2 separate regions of the Danio rerio genome follow, and region 1 is linked to region 2. Evidence: chromatin contacts called from public Micro-C data. All regions are on one chromosome and are shown on one strand. The core of a region is the stretch at or near the end of the contact, and the rest is flanking DNA. Distances in the headings are between cores, read along the strand shown. Region 1 overlaps znf706 (zinc finger protein 706). Region 2 overlaps rnf19a (ring finger protein 19A, RBR E3 ubiquitin protein ligase).

Region 1 (5,551 bases), core at 289-2,788, 170 kb after region 2:
AGGAAATAACAGCCGTTAAATGACAGACATTTACCATAAAATAACGGACGGTAAATTACAGACGTTTCCTGTAAAATAACGGACGTTTAATTACAGACGTTTACCGTAAAATAATGGACATTAGATTACACTCGTTTACCATAAAATAACAGTTGTTAAGTTACAGACATTTACCATAAAATAACTGACGTTAAATTACAGACATTTACCATAAAGTAACGAACGTTAAATTACAGACATTTACCATAGAATAACAGATGTTAAATTACAAACTTTTATCAAAAAATAGCGGACGTTAAATTACAGGGTTTTATTGAAAAATAACAGGCGTTAAATTACAAACGGTAACAATAAAATAACGAACGTTAAATTACAGACATTTCAGGTAAATTGTTGTAATTTACAGTCTGGTATTTTGCGGTAAATTTCTTTACGGCAGTTATTTTATTTTATTTTTTTCAGCACCCCAGCTGCCGGAAAAAAAATAACAGATTTTTTTATATTGTAGGCAAGGCAGATTTATTTATATAGCACATTACATACACAATGGTAATTCAAAGTGCTTTACATAAACAACAATAAAAGAAACAAGAAAATAAAAATAACTGAAAGTATTAAAATTGATTAAAACAGATTAAAATGTGTTAAAACGGGTTATAAAAGAATGAAAAAAAGAAAAGAAATACATAATAGTACGATCTGTCGGGCGTAGCACAGTGCTCATTCAGTAAAGGCACAGATAAACAGATGTGTTTTTTAGTCTTGATTTGAATGTGCCCAATGTTGGAGCACATCTGATCATTTCTGGAAGCTGATTCCAGCAGCGGGTGGTCTTATAGCTGAAGGCAGATTCACCCCATTTTGTCTGGTGAATCCGCCATTTAGTGATTTATAGTTCAATAGAAGTCAATTGCTATTTTTTTACAACATTTTTCAGTATCTTCCTTTGAGTTGCATCACAGAAAGAAACTCAAACAGGCCTGAAATGGAGTGAAGAATGAGCAAATTCAATTTCATTTACAGGTGAACTCTCCCTTAAAGCATTAACCAAATCTATAACATTTTTGTCAAATATTGAAAGTCAATCCAAATCTCTGATGTTTCAAAGCCTTAAAAACTGAATTAGTTTGCCTTTGAAAGATGAATATATTTTTGGAGGTTTGGAAAAAAACATGAGAGTGAGCAAATGATGACAGAATTTCCATTTTTGGCTGAACTAACCCTTTATATTATTTCGGGAAAATCTGTATCCCTCCAAAAATGTTAAATACTGGACTGTTTTAACCCAATTTTAAAGCCAAACTGAACATTAGAGTTAAACATTTAATGTAAACATATCCCTACAGCGGTGTTTGTCCATATTTTCACCCTAACTTTGGTTAAAAGTCAGTATATTTCAGAGTGTACCAGTGATTTCTGATGAGGGATGTCCTGTGGTTGTAACTCTCTCCACCAGACAGCTTTATTGGAAGGTGTGTCCTGCTTTGAGAAGAGCAGCCTGGACTCGTCTCAACCTGCAGGGCAACTTCCTGTTCGTCTACATGTTCATCGACTGCCTGCATTCTCCTGAGTGAGAGTGGGATAAACAGGGATTGGCTCTGGGAGAGTATCACTGTTACCCAATAATAAAGCACCCTGTAGTTAAATGTTCTTCACCGGAAACAATTACGACAGCAGATTAGGTCTATATCTGAAGCATCAAATCGAAATAAATTCCTTTGGTGACTGAACAACATTCTTTCACCTGAGAAGATAATAATTATTACCATGACATTATGACAAATAAAAACAAAATGTAAATGTCCATTTGTGTTATAACGGCTCATTAGAAACCTGATTCTTGATTATGGATCCATGACTCCACTGATCTTGACAGTTTGGCGCCATCTTAAGGCTGAAGTAGGATTTAGAAAATGTTTTGTTTTTTGACATTCATTCATTTATTCCTTCATTTTCTTTTTGGCTTAGTCCCTTTATTAATTTGGGGTCGCAACAGCGGAATGAACCGTCAACTTATCCAGCACGTTTCACGCAGCGGATGCCCTTCCAGCCGCAACCCACTTCTGGGAAACATCCATACACTACGGACAATTTAGCATGCCCAATTCACCTGTACCGCATGTCTTTGGACTGTGGGGGAAACCAGAGCACCCGGAGAAAACCCACGCGAACGCAGGGAGAACATGCAAACTTGACATAGAAATGTCAACTGACCCAGCCGAGGCTCGAACCAGCGACCTTCTTGCTGTGAGGCGACATTCATTCATTCAAAGTCCCTTTATTAATCCGTGGTCGCCACAGCGGAATGAACCGCCAACTTATCCAGCAAATGTTTTAAACAGCGGATGCCCTTCCAGCTGCAACCCATCTCAAAGAAATGTATTTTGCCATCTTAATTAAAGAGCTTGAAAGTCATTATAGACAGGACCAATGTCATTCATTTTCTTGTTGGTTTAGTCCCTTTATTAATCCGGGGTCGCCACAGCAGTATAACCGCCAACTTATCCAGCAAGTTTTTACGCAGAGGATGCCCTTCCAGCCGCAATCTCTGGGAATTATCCACACACATTCACACACTATGGACAATTTAGCCTACCCAATTCACCTGTACTGCATGTCTTTGGACTGTGGGTAAAACCGGAGCACCCGGAGGAAACCCACACGAGGGCAAGGAGGACATGCAAACTCCACACAGAAAGGCCAACTGAGCCGAAATTCGAACCAGCGGCCTTCTTGCTGTGAGGCGGCAGCACTACCTACTGCGCCACTGCCTCGCCCAGGACCAATGTCTTGCGTTTAATTGATAGTTTTGTGACAAGTAGCCGTGTAATAAGCAGGATAATGTACATCCAGCTGGTTATGGAGAATAACAGCTACGTCTGCCAGACTTAATTCTGCGAGAACTTGCTGGATGCACATTATCACGTACTTTATGCACATTACTCACTTACCTAAATTGTAAAGACTCGTGTTAATTTACCAAAGTTAATGCAGGTGTTATAAAGGTAAATGTAAGACGTTTTAACAACCGGTTTTAAAAATAGAATTAAAAATTTGAATGGAACCCAATACGCAAATGTTCTGTAATTTAACATTTAAATGCAGATATCAAGAGCTCCATAACAAAAAAACCTGATGGTTCTCAGTATATTTGTTTTGTTGTCCATTGCAAATATTAAAATAATTTTAAAAGTGCAGTATTTGACACCCAGTGGTTGAACTGCAAGTGCAGGTTGCCAGATTGAGGACCAACAGGAGCGTGTATGTTTATTGAACCTTGAGGCTGATTTAAATTGTGTATCATATAAAAGCAAAGGCACACGATACACTCTCAGAAATAAAGGTACGCGAGCTGTCACTGGGGTGGTACCTTTCCCAAAGGTACACATTTGCACTTAAAGGGTCCTGTACCTCAAAAGTATATAACTAGTACCTACAAATTTGAAGAGGAACACTTTTGTACTATTTTGTTACCAATATGTACCCCTGGGGTATTAATATGGACCTTTTAGGTACAAATCTGAACCTTTCGAAAAGGTACCACCCCAGTGACAGCTCGCATACCTTTATTTTTGAGAGTGTAGAAGTATTATTTTCCATATTAAAAGCACTTTTTGTTCTAACCAACGCCTTGAATTAATAAACTAGAAATGGCATCTATTTCTTGCAGCTGAACAACAGGTTAAATGTTTACCTCAGGTAAACCTCATGTGCTTTATTTAGTGTTTAATGCTAATAGTGTGAGTTCGAATGCCATTTTACATGACATTCATAGCCATACTTCTGACAGCAGCAGCAGCATAGTTCACCTCAGTTCTTAAAAAATATACAGTTTGAAATTGAACTTTAGAACTGTGACTCCGTGATTCAGCATCTACATTTAATAATGTTAAAGAGGTTAAATATGTATTAATTAGATTGTAAACCTCACCATTTCGCTGAAGTGCAGTGTAGTTTTCTGTGCTTCTGAATGGCTGCATTTAAATTTCTGTTTGTTTCGTGGTGCAAACAGCCAAAATGTTTATCACTGCAAATCTCATCATGTTGTAACCTGCTCACCTAATGTTTTCGCTCAAAATATTTATATTATTGGCTAATTAATAACCTCATGTGGAACTCTAAGTCTTAATCTCATTTCGGAGTCTGCTACAGTCCACCAGAGATCACATTTCAGTCACGGACGTATGCTTTGAGAGCCTTTTCCAACAAGGCAACCTGGGGTGAGACCAGAACAAAGACAGACGTTTCGACACACAACACATTAAAAAAACAGAATATCTGACTTCAGCATTGTTTTTTCACATTAACAAGTATGTTCACTTAACATGTTTCTCATATATCTGCAAGCATATTATGGTATTTTTATGCTTTAAAAAAGTTAAAAGCGTACACACAGCAGCTTTATATTATGAGAGATAAAACTGGGAAGCAAAAGTACACGATAGAGGAGTCTTCTTTTCTTAAAATGAAGCACGTTTGTGAGATCCTATTTCAATGGGCTCCAAAATCTACTTACTAATTAATTTTAACACAAGAGCCATTTCCACTCCACATGGACAGATGTTTGTTCCAATACCAACTAACTCAATTTTGTTCAGTTTCCCAGTAAACATCTCAAGTAAACATACCTTTATTTAAGGTTTAGGATTTTATCATTTATTAATATTTAGCATTACATTTTATTTCTAAGTATTTTGTTTTGTTTTTAATTGATGTATTCTTTCAACTTCTTTTCTATTCAGTTTTACAAATTGTAGTACTTACAAAGTTGCCAGAAAGTTATTATTGCTGCCTTTACATGTTTTACACAACATATTTTTATTTCAATTAATGAAAAGGATTCAACAGTTTTAGTTAATGACAACACTGCATAGAACAATCACTGTGTAACTCTCATTGAGCACATGCACTAAAAAAGAAACTTGATTGTATCAAGTAAAATATGTAAACGTAATTTACCAACATTCATTTATTTATACCAATAATCTTTTTTAATTGGTAAATTTTAATTGGTTAAATTATTCTGAAATAGCTCATTAGCAAAATAATGACAGTTTGACACTTTTTAGTGTTTGAAAATCAATTAACACAGCCCCGTATGCACTACAATCCAAAACAAAGCCTGATTCTGTTGGCTTCTTCAGTGATTAATGACCTGCTGTTTATTGCCAAGGTAATGATGCATAGCAATCGTCCTAAAAACCATTTTCCTGTTGCCACTGTCAACTCTACGTTCATTCCTAAACCGAACTCATATTTAAATGAAGATTTTTAGACTTTCACAATGGTCAACAGTGATTTTAGCAGCTGCGTCGAAGACATGCCTCACAACTTTTTTTTAAACAAAGTTAAACTTTATTAAAGAGATATATTACATTGGTGTGGAAACCAGGTGGCTTGAGCAGGAATATCAAACATTGAGGCGACGTTGTTTGAGACAATTCCAAAGAGAAATAAAAAGATCTGCAGCAACATTAAATTAAGAATACAGTGACCTCGGGCACATCCAGTGATTTTACAGAATACGCATTAGATTCCAGTCTACAGTGGA
Region 2 (5,742 bases), core at 1,329-3,828:
CAAATTACAAATACTTCAATTACTGCATGATTGGTTTTTCTCAGGAATTGTAATTCACTTCGTTTTTAAAAAAATTTACTTTTACTTTCCCTTGAGTACATTTTTAGTGTTGCATCGATACTTTTACTCCACTACTTCAACATGCAGTCGCTATTTTATTTATTCCTGTCTATGAGGATTGGCTGAGTAAAAATCCAGTCCTGTGATTCCTGTCCAATCAGATCATAGAAACCACATCATACTGAACTACCTCAAGACACGGGCACTTTATAAATGCAGCAAACCGTTAGAAATAGGGATGCGACGGATCACGATTGATCCATGAACCAAATGGATCACAACCCATGGTTCTGAACAAACGTGAGCAGAGGATTATTACATTTTTTTTTCTCGTAGATTAATCCTAAATTAGTAACGATTGCAAAGAGATCACCTCTCATGTCATTCAAATCACATGTATAAAAGCATACAGGCTTTCCTGTAAAGTATAATAATGATGTAGTTGTGGTGGGTTATTTGAGCTGTGGTGGGTTTCTTAGGTTTTTAAAGGTGTTTTCTGTCATTACTTGTTTAGCCTGCATTAATGCATTCAGTGTAAAATGAAATTAAGATTAATCAATAAAAGATGGAGATCTCAACATGCAACATAAATGATGGTGACTTGCATATGTTTATGAATTCTTCAAATCGCTGCATTCACATCTGAAAACGCAAAAATCAAAAAAGAGATTGAGTCTTTAGTCTTAGTTAGCTATAAAGTTACAAACAGTCAAAGAACACGGAAGTACTGGGAGAACAGTTTATAGTTTAGATAAAACCACTGGTGTTTATGGTAAAGATTCAAATCTGTGCTTAAAAATAAAAGTTGTAGGCAGCAATTACATTATGTAACCAATAGGTGGCGACAACCAGCAATCAAAAATATGCCACCGAATAATTCTTCAAAAATGACACATCTAGCAATGAAACATTAAGTTTTGTGAGTGAATAAACTCATTTATTAAAAATAAGACTAAAAATAAATGTGGGTTGTACAAATTATAATGTTAGATTTCTACATTTAGCTCTATCAGCAACAATTTTAACAGTGAATATTTTAAAGTCCTAAATATGTTACAATTTATTTTTATTCAGATGATTATTTCTTTATTTTTTAGTTTAATAAAATGACAGGTTCTAAGTTTTGTTTGATAAAACTAGAAGTGTCTTGCAGTGCTGTTTTTGTGATAAATAGAAAGCAAATTACATTTGTCTCCTCTTTTTGGCTGATCTGAAAAATGGTCCGATCCGTGACTCATAAACCATTATGTAATCCAAACAGAGAGATTTGTGATCCACTACACCACTTGTTAGAAAGCATTGAAAATGTTCAAGAAGATCCAAAATCTTTACATGCAATGATCGAGAGACTGTTTAATCAAAGTAAACAAAAAAGTTGGATCCAAGATTGTCAACTTCAAAATGGCCATCATGGTCACCACCCATCTTGAAAAGTTTGCCCTCTCACATATACTAATGTGCCACAAACAGGACGGTAATATCACAAACCATTCCCATTTTATTAAGGTGTATCCATATAAATGGCCCACCCTGTACATGGGGGTGAGCAAACGACATTTCAAATTTCTGGGTGAACTAACCCATCACTTCTTCACCCCGCTGCGTAAAAATGAACAACAAATACCACACGCACATCTGGATTCATGTTTTTATTTTCATTTAGATATGCATTTACACGCATATTATAAAGCAAATATACAAATATCAAGCTGTTTTGAACAAGTTAGAAATCAAACGGCCCTACTCTCTGAAGTAATATTCGAACAGAAATGGGCAGGAAGGCTCAAAACGTAAGAAAAAAAAAACACTAAAGAAACAGAAAGAACAATAAACAACAAAACAAAGCAGCTTGTGGCATTGGATCAGTTCCGAGAGATTACTGAGCAGCACCAGAACGGCAGCAAGAAAAGTCCACTCTTGGAAGAGACCCGGCTGTAGACGCGAACAGGACTGGGATGAACAGTGCAAACACACACTCTCACACACACACGCACATACACAAGGCGAGGAGACGAGGAGGTGAGCGTGTTGAAGAGACGAGTCGTCGTCGTCGTCAGTGAGCCTGAGTGCTGTCTTTGGTAGGCGGTCGGTTGTGTAGTTTATAACCGTGCGCACAGAGACGATAGGAAACCATGCCACGCCGCCTCGCTAACATTCAATGCAGCCTCATCCATTACATTTCAATTAATAAGACACAAACCGGAGAAACAAACAGTTTTTCTATGATCCAAAAGGCACCATGAGTCAATACAGATACAAACATGACAATAAAGAGAGAAATAATCACTTAAACAACCTGAATGCGATTACCATCTTATCCTTTACAATGAACGTAGTTTTTTTTTTTCTCTTTTATAAACAATGCAAATCCTTCCGCTTCATAAATATAAACCCACTGCACCCAAAACAGTAACTCTATTGAAAATTAGCATTAAATTGGCTTTGAAGAAACTTTGTTTGAAACATGCCAGACGAGGGTTTGGTCAATTATCCCCATCTTACCAGCAGGGGGCGCAATACGACTTCATTCAGCTTCTCAGTGCTTCTTCAACTCAAAAGCATCTACTTTCCCCGCAAAAATGGAAAACAAGCAGTGATGAAAAAAAAAACTAAAATTAAACACTCAACCATGTACAAGAATCACTGCTGTGAATAGGGAAATATCTGCTATTGCCTGGTCCCTCATGGGCTCATCTTGTATCATCTCAGGAAAAAAAAAAGGGAGTCGGTTCCCTCTCAACTTGCTCGTTGCCTTTGAATAGGTGCAGGTTCCTCAGACTAAAGCTATATGCTGGGTAACTGAGCGTATATGTGTGTACATGTGTGGTGAAGGTGCCTGAATACACGGGTCAGTAACATGAACTCTGTCAAGAACACGTCATGTCATATTCCAACCCAAAATCAAGGAAATGTTACTTAAAGAAAAAGACTTTCTGAAATTTTTTTAGGAAAATATTGCATTTTTTTTTTTTGGCAAACAAATCTCACTCTTATTACTGCAATAAAACTAATAAATGCAAGTCATGGTACTATTTGCAGTACTGCCTTTATGGTGATTGAAATAATTGTTCTATGGTAATACAGGGAGATAAAAAAATACTGTATTATCGTAATAAGAATGAGAATTATCACTACCTACAAGAGAAATAAAAGAAAGCCAAAATATCTGACACATTAAATTAGAAATTATAAAGAGAAATATGCTTAAATGGACAGTTCACACTCCCTCATGCCATTTCAAACCTGCAAAATATCTCTAGTGGAACTTAAATGATGACGTTTTAAAGTAGTAGTTTTGGATCCCATTAAATACAATGAAAGTCAATGAGGGACTAAACTGTTTGGCTGCTAACAGGCTTCAAAATGTCGATATGTCCCACAGAACAGACAGGTTTAGAGCTGGCTTAATTTCTGGGTGAACTCCCTCTTTAATCACCATGAAATTGTGTCAGCACAGATCTAACCTGTTCTAAATACAGGCTTTATTTCACATTCTTCTCATTCTTCTGGTTTTAATTTTGGGTTGAACTATGCAAGACGTTTTTGCGAGATTCATCTATGTACTTGTTCATCAGAGCGACCCAGAACACTGAAAGAGGCATATGTGATTGACAGCTACATCATCAACAGCATCATCATCCTCAGTATCTGTGCATCACTTGCCGCCTTACATTCATCTGTTGACTTTCCGAACCATATCCAAGCTTTAGACCAACTAGAAGCGCAGACCGACAGGTCTTAACAAAGCCTGGTAATCAAACTGTAACCTTTGGTCAACTTTCTGAAACCTCAAGGCACAACCTGCCCTTGACCAGTGTAAAAAGTGGTGCGCCTTCTCCAACATTTCAACAATCGACCATCAGACCAGGACGTTAAAACCTCCACGTAACCCCCGAAGAAGAACACCAAAACAAAATCTTCAATTCAGTGTGCAATCCTTGGTAATAAAATGGGCGTTGAGGTTAGCTGTGAAAGCATTTTGGGTGAAGTCGACCCGTCTGGTTATATCTCGGTTTGAATGCAGGTGTTGCGCACAGGGCTAGCTGGCTGAGGAAGGTTGTTATTGCGTTCTTTAGGCGAGCTCTGGCTCGCATTAGCCGCACACATTAAACTCACATTCTCCTCTGCAATGTAGCACAGAGGACGCTCTGCCGCCCCATCGGGGGAGATTGGGGCTACCATAGCTTGAGGGAGGCTCCCAGAAGCAGGACAGTTTTCCAGCCGGTCGTTTTCGACTTCGGGAAGAGGGCTGACCGCTCCGCCTGTGTTGGGATGGCGGATGTGAGACTCGTAGCATGTAGGTCTGCAGGCGTCCAGGTCAGAGCAGCTGAACTCTGAGAAGTGGCTGGAGTGCGAGTCGGCCACAGACGGAAGGCTGCCGCTCAGAGAAGGAGAGTCTAGTTCGCTGGAGTTGGTGCTGCGGCGCTCCAGCAGCTGTGCGTCCATGTCTTCGCGTGTCTCATTAATCTTGGTTCCGCCGCTCTTTTTGCGCAGCTTTCCTTTACTCTTCTTGCCAGATGATGAGGATGAAGTGGAGGATGGCTCCTTGGCCCAGCGAGAAGTGACGCATTTGCCGTCGTGAAGACAGCCAGAGGGGCAAGCACTCGCCCCGGGGCCTCCACTGCTGCCGTCATCCATGCTGCTGCTGCCACTGTGGTGCCGGAGCTTCCCTCTTTTAGATTCCACATCCACCTGCACCTCCACACTGTTCCCATCTCTGCTCCAAAATCAATAAATAAATAACCCATTAATTAAAGCTTGGCTTTCTACAACACTAATAAACAAATTCACTGAACTATGCTTGTAAAACTACCGTTAGACTTGTTCAACAGACCTGTCCATAGGCAAGTAGGCGTTGAGAATGGATCCAGCCATTGCTTTGGTGCTAGCGTTGTCACTGATTGTCCCCAGACTGACGGTACCAGACTCTCCACTCAGACTGCAACGCTCCTTTTGAACATCAGCTTGAACCTCCAATCTGAGAGACACAAGCAGCACCGTTAAAGCACGGTCACACCAAACCTGAATGTGTTTATAGAAGTTCCTGTAATGCAGTTTGACTGCTCAGATCAAAGCCATGTTCCCACCTGGTCTTAAACCACAAATTAAATTGCTGTTATTAGTTAGTCACCCCATCTCATTGCAATTCCCTGAGATTATCTTTGGGACACAAATCAAGATTTATTAGATGAAATCTAATAAATCTAAAAAAAAAAAAAAAGACAGTCTTTGGATTGTTGCTTTCTATGGAGGATAAGAAATTTCTTATATTTCATCTACAATACATTAATTTGTGCACTGAAGATGAGCTAGAGTATCGGGAAATTAAAACACGATGACAGTGGTCTAATTAATAGCAGAAATTGTACTTTTGGGTGAACAAACCCTTTAAAGTGCATTCATATGAGCACTTGTGTTGTGATTTGGTCAAAATGGCTTCCATTCGTTTACGGGATCATGCCATGTGATACATGCAAGTACTTCTGAATAAACAAACTTGTAGGACAACTATGATTTTAAACTAAATCGATGAGTTTTGGCTCAAGATCTTGTTTGAATGCACTTGAATTCCATTAAAGTCACATGTGAGGTCAATAAGATTCTAGGCAATTTGTTTCACTAAACATTATCTATGAATTGTGGCTGGAAAGGCATCTGCCACATAAAACATATATAAGAGTA

The links. A called contact is a pair of places that touch in the nucleus more often than the background predicts.
Region 1: a Micro-C map of caudal fin shows a contact between it and region 2, with 5 times the contacts expected there. The contact joins two enhancer-like sites. A contact is called at or near these places in 2 of 18 Hi-C or Micro-C datasets (caudal fin and embryo).

Annotation. Positions count from the first base shown.
Region 1 is chr19:13,305,518-13,311,068 of GRCz12tu, forward strand. It overlaps znf706 (zinc finger protein 706), which reads right to left. Exons shown (of 3, transcript NM_205612.3): 3 at 5,333-5,551. Among named protein-coding and RNA genes, the nearest start is that of znf706, 9.3 kb to the right of the region's middle. Within about 2 kb of position 1,539, at least 5 of the 62 cell types and tissues checked have an H3K27ac peak or open chromatin away from gene starts, as enhancers often do. A contact at or near this core is called in caudal fin, where this site is marked.
Region 2 is chr19:13,133,438-13,139,179 of GRCz12tu, forward strand. rnf19a (ring finger protein 19A, RBR E3 ubiquitin protein ligase) reads right to left here. Exons shown (of 10, transcript NM_001326695.1): 9 at 4,895-5,038; 10 at 1,695-4,777. The coding sequence ends at 4,063. Among named protein-coding and RNA genes, the nearest start is that of parp10, 39 kb to the left of the region's middle. Within about 2 kb of position 2,579, at least 7 of the 62 cell types and tissues checked have an H3K27ac peak or open chromatin away from gene starts, as enhancers often do. A contact at or near this core is called in caudal fin, where this site is marked.